Regions from separate parts of the Mus musculus genome. Here region 2 is linked to region 1. The links are chromatin contacts, called in public promoter capture Hi-C maps. All regions are on one chromosome and are shown on one strand. The core of a region is the stretch at or near the end of the contact, and the rest is flanking DNA. Distances in the headings are between cores, read along the strand shown. Region 1 holds the start of Prxl2b (peroxiredoxin like 2B). Region 2 holds the start of Agrn (agrin).

Region 1 (2,572 bases), core at 49-2,548:
TCTGGTGGTGCTTCCAGGACCAGTTGCTCTACAGGACCAGCTCCTCCTGATTCTGCAACTTTATTTTCTTTCCTTTTTTAAAATGTACCTTTGCACACCTGTGTGCACTTGTGTGTGCCCGGGGAGTCCAGCGGTTGAGTGTTTTACTCAGTGCCTCTCAATCGTATTTCTTGAGACAAGGTCTATTGCTGATTCTCATGCCTTTGCTTCCCCCAGGACATGGGATTACAGGTCTCTGTCATTTTACCGAGTCACCTCCCCAGCCTACTCTTGCTTGCATAGGTTTGGGCCCAATGTGAGTGCCTGGTGCCTGAAGAGACCGTAAGGGAGCATCAGATGCCCTCAAGCTGGACTTGCAGAGGATTGTGAGTCGCTGTAGGGATGCTGGGAACCAAACCGTGGGCCCTCTGCAAGAGCAGCTAGTGCTCTTAACCACTGAGCCATCTCTCTAGCTTCTCCTTTTGACACAGTGATATGTATGGTTCCTAACTTCCTGCCTGGCTGTTCAGCCTCAGCTAGGTATCTTGTGGTGGCTCTCTTCCTTTCCTAGCCTCTACATCTGTCAGATGCTTGAACATGGCCCTAGAAAGCATCACAGGGCTTACTTAGTGAGGAAAGGACAGAACACGTGGATTCCTGAGCCTTCTACTCTTCCTAGGGACACACCACTGCGAGCTCCTGTTTATCTCCTTTGGATTGTTGTACATGAGAGCCCGTAGTTTAAAAACTGACATCCACACAGCAGGAAATGGTACTTTACGATGGAAGTTAATAGGATTTCGCGAAAATGCAAAGCAGGAACTTAGACTTGGAAAGGCTGGTCCTTTCACTACTGTAAGTGCCGGCTGCCCTACTGTTCCTCACACTAGTGATTTGTGAGTTCGATTCCCCGTTTCAACTTTTTGGCTCTAATTCTACCACCCTGCTGCACTACTAGGGACCACCTGATGCTAGTGGAGAGCTACGCAAACGCTAGAGAGCCACGCAAACGCATTCTGCGCAGGCGCACCGCTTGCAGACTGTCCATTGAGCTTTACCTGCTACGCCATTGGCTAATAAGCTTATACATATGAGAACAACCTAGGCTTAGGCAAAGAGATCTGCAGTGATTGTCTCTTTGGAGAGAGGGTGTGCCTGTATACTAATATCAGGGGCGGAGCCTGGGGCGAGACAAGCGCACAGTCATGTGACCTGAACCCCCTGGAGGTGGTGCCCACCAGGACTGGGGCGGGATTATGGGCGGGGCATAGGCTGGCTGAAGAGGCTGCGCAGGACAGAGTGAGCCTCCCCAGGCTGCGAGAAGGGACCGTGGAGCAGAAAGGGACGGAGGAGGCCATGAATGTGGTGGACCTTGGTCGCGTAGGAGCGTGTGTCTTGAAACATGCAGTGACTGGGGAGGTGAGATTTGGCTCGCGCAGGGCGGAGAACGCCTCCCCTAATACCTGGCCCAGAGCCTTGGCAACTCACATGGGTTGGAGTGGAGGTCCTGAGGGGTCCTATGAGTTCGCGTACTGGGCGTGGGTACAGCTCATGGTCCACAGAGGAACCATCAGGAGGACCAGTCAGCTGCGAATCTTGGAGCAGCACGCTGCGGGACATGTGAGGCTGCCGGGCATAGGGGGTTGGTGAGCCCATGTCCCCTGACCGATCCATTCTGTAGGCTGTGGAGCTGCGGAGCCTATGGCAGGAGAAAGCTTGTGTGGTGGCCGGTCTGCGACGCTTCGGCTGCATGGTGTGCCGCTGGATCGCCCAGGACCTCAGCAACCTCCGGAGCATCCTGGACCAACACGATGTGCGCCTGGTGGGCGTGGGGCCTGAGGCCCTGGGCCTGCAGGAGTTTCTGGATGGTGGTTACTTCTCAGGAGGTGCGACTCTTCCCGGACTCAGAGCCTGGGCTGACCTCTCCCTTTCTAGGCCCAACAAGAACATATTCATGTGTCAGCATATGCAGCTCTTCCCTGCCCTGCCTTCAGCCTGTGCCCTGGCTGGTGCCCAGACCTAGTGGCAAAGTCCCAGTGACTCTTGCCCTTCCCGTTTAAGCAGTGGTGACATTCAATCCTGCCTTGCTACTCATGGCTTGGGTGGGTGGAGCTGGATACAGTAAGTGGAGGGGACAGACTGTAGGAAGCCTGGGGCACATAGCTGTGGCTTTCCTTTCTAGAACTCTACCTTGATGAGAGCAAGCAAATCTATAAGGAGCTGGGCTTCAAGCGGTAAGTGTGACTGTTTGTGGGCATGAGTCTAACCAGGGACAACAGGAGGACAGAGTGGCCACCGCTCTCTTATGTACCTTCTTGCTACTGCCATCTGCTCTGCTCTCCAGTTTGTCTCATGGAAACTGACACTGGTGCTTCAGCCAGCCCTTCTTTGAGTCTTCTAATGGGTGTTGGTCCAAGGCAGGCCTGTCCTCAGAAGTCTGCTATTTCATAAACAGGAGGGACCTTGGAGCCCAGTGCCTTAGCCATGGCTCATTGCAGTCCTCTGTTGCCACAGACTGCCTGTCATGATAGGCAGTGCCGGCTAAGCGAGATCCCTGGGCACACCCAGCTTGGAGCTCATTCCCCACACTCCA
Region 2 (2,572 bases), core at 29-2,528, 1.3 Mb before region 1:
GGGCACAAGCAAGTCAGTACAAGTCCTTCTGTGGTCCTTCAGACCTTTAAGAGAATTTGAGTGGAACCTCAGAAGACCCCCTTCTGGTTGGTGTGTTTGTGCTTATCTGGATTAGGTGATGCCAGATCTAGCAACGCTGGAGCCCACTGTGTAGATGCGACCTCAAATCTGGGTCCAGAAGGTGGAGTCTTTCTCAGGAGGAAGAGCTGCTGACACTCACACTTCACTCTGGCTTCTGGCTCAACAGCCTATGGAAGATAGCATAGTGTCTTCTCTCGTTTTTTTTTTGTTTTTTTTTTTTTCCAAAATTTTTTTCTTCACTTACATTTCAAATGCTATCCAGAAAATCCCCTATCCCCCCCCCCCCCACCCATTCTCTCGGTTTGTTTGTTTTGTTTTTGGTTTTTTGAGACAGGGTTTCTCTGTGTAGCCCTGGCTGTCCTGGAACTCACTTTGTAGACCAGGCTGGCCTCGAACTCAGAAATCCACCTGCCTCTGCCTCCCGAGTGCGCCACCACCGCCCTGCGCGTTCTTTCAACCTCCTGTAGGTCTAGTGCTAGCTTGGCTCCCGGGGGCCTCGGTTTATATCCTGCACTTAGCCAGGCCAAGCTGGGGAAGCTCTGGTCCACAGAGGGAGAGACGGAGGGGGCGGGGACGGTTCTGTAGCAAGACTGGAGAAGACTTAAGTCCACAAGGAGCATCACACTGGGCGGGTCTGGGCGCATTCGGCACAGTCACCGCTGACCGGCCATCGGCAGGGGGCGTGGCCTGTGGTGGCACCGGGACAGCCGCGGGGCCCTCTGCGCGCAGCCCTAGCGTCAGGCTGGGGAAGGGAAGGTCCGGCTCCGCCAGCGTCTCCTGTGCAGACCGGGCGAGCCCCTTGGAATTCCCAGCACGTCGCCCCTCGATTATACATCAACCTGACTTCAGCTGCATTTCCCGGTGGGAGGACAGTTCAGGCGGACGGGGGAGGGGCCCCGGCGCGACGCCTCCCCCTCCCCCAAGGCGGCCACCCACCCACCCACCCGGCCGAGCCCCCGCCCCAGCTCGGCGGGCGCCGCAGTCTCCGGGCTTTGTTCGCTGCCCGCGCGGGTCGCAGGGAGCGGGGGGCGGGCTGAGCCCTCAGGGGGCGGGGCGGGGCCGCCAGTCCCCGCCCAGTCCCCGCCCCGTCCCCGCCCAGTCCCCGCCCCACCCACGCCGTCCCCGCCCCGTCCCCGCCCAGTCCCCGCCCCACCCACGCCGTCCGCCCTCCCTCCTCCTCCGCCGCGCTGCGGTCCAGTCCTGCCCCCCGAGCGGTCCGGCCCGCGCGCTCTCCCGGCTCCCTCCCGCCGTTCCGGGCTGCGCCATGGTCCGCCCGCGGCTGAGCTTCCCGGCCCCGCTGCTGCCGCTGCTGCTGCTCCTGGCGGCGGCCGCGCCAGCCGTGCCGGGCGCCAGCGGGACGTGCCCGGAGCGCGCCTTGGAGCGGCGCGAGGAGGAGGCGAACGTGGTGCTCACCGGCACAGTGGAGGAGATCCTCAACGTGGACCCGGTGCAGCACACCTACTCCTGCAAGGTGGGCCCCGGCCGGACCCCACGAGACCCAGCCCTCTGGATTCCCAGCCCGGGGCTCCTCTCCCCCGTGGTCCCCGTCCCCGAGGCCCGCCCTTCGCGTGCCGGCCGCCCCGCTGCGACCCCGTCCCCAAGCCGTGGGAACGAACCCGGCACGTTTCTGCGGCCCCAGCTGGAGCTCCCTCGGCGACCGCCGAGCCTCCGGGGGGGGGGGGCGCTCGGGTCCCGGAAAACTCCGCCGCTCGGTGCGAAAGTTACTGCGGGGCCGCTGTGGCTCCTTTCACGGCGTCCAGGCCCCGGTTGCTGTCGTGCCCGCCCCCACCCTTGTCCAGAGCCCCTCTTTCTTGTTGGGAACAAGTGTACACCTTCGCCAAAAGGAACGAATAGGGCTCGGGGAGGCACGAGGGGGGACGAAGTCGACCTGTGGCGAGGCCTTTACCAGGGCGAGGGGTGGTCTGCAGGGAGTCAGGGGTGTGTGGTCTAATCTGCAACCCGGGGAGCCTGCGTAAGGTGCTGCAGCGAACGCGTGTCCGAGCCGGAGCAGAGAAATGGGCAGAGGGCTGTGGCTGAGTTTCCTGTGCTCGAGGCGCAGGGGCTCAAAGGACTGGGTTTCTCCTGCCATACGGTAGAATTAGCTCTGTTTCAACTGCAGCTGAATTTGAGAGCACCTTGGAATAGGTATGGGGTCGATACCCTCGGAATATCCGTTGCTGGTTCTCCTCGTCCCTCAAATCGCTTCGCTGGAAACAGGATTTGTTCTTACTCTTTGGGAATGAGAAGGATGGTGACTTCCTTCAGAGTACCGTGTGTTCATGGGATCCCCCCGCTGGGCCCCCTCCTCTCCCTGCCGAGGCACTTTGCCAAGTCCCTGCAGGATTTTCCCGACTTCCTCCCCGCTGCTCCTGGGTGTGGCTGGGGTGGGGGAGGTGTGAGAACTGTGAGCTTTCCCCCTTTGGGTTATCTCCCACAATAGTTGGGGGTGGGGGGCGCAGGTAGATAAAGTTCTTTAGGTGCTGCAAGTCTT

Evidence for each region. Promoter capture Hi-C pulls out the DNA fragments that hold promoters and counts their contacts.
Region 2: a promoter capture Hi-C map of trophoblast stem cells shows a contact between it and region 1, with 4 times the contacts expected there. The contact joins the promoter of Agrn here to the promoter of Prxl2b in region 1. A contact is called at or near these places in 3 of 39 promoter capture datasets (liver, pre-B cells and trophoblast stem cells) and 1 of 484 Hi-C or Micro-C datasets (B cells).

Annotation. Positions count from the first base shown.
Region 1 is chr4:154,897,769-154,900,340 of GRCm38.p6, reverse strand. Prxl2b (peroxiredoxin like 2B) reads left to right here and starts at 1,298. Exons shown (of 7, transcript NM_025582.3): 1 at 1,298-1,398; 2 at 1,661-1,865; 3 at 2,162-2,213. The coding sequence starts at 1,336. Gm52690 (a long non-coding RNA gene) reads right to left here. Exons shown (of 2, transcript XR_003955190.1): 1 at 2,291-2,572; 2 at 1-1,910.
Region 2 is chr4:156,196,194-156,198,765 of GRCm38.p6, reverse strand. It overlaps Agrn (agrin), which reads left to right and starts at 1,278. Exons shown (of 36, transcript NM_021604.3): 1 at 1,278-1,552. The coding sequence starts at 1,346. Gm46878 (a long non-coding RNA gene) reads right to left here. Exons shown (of 4, transcript XR_003955191.1): 4 at 1-248.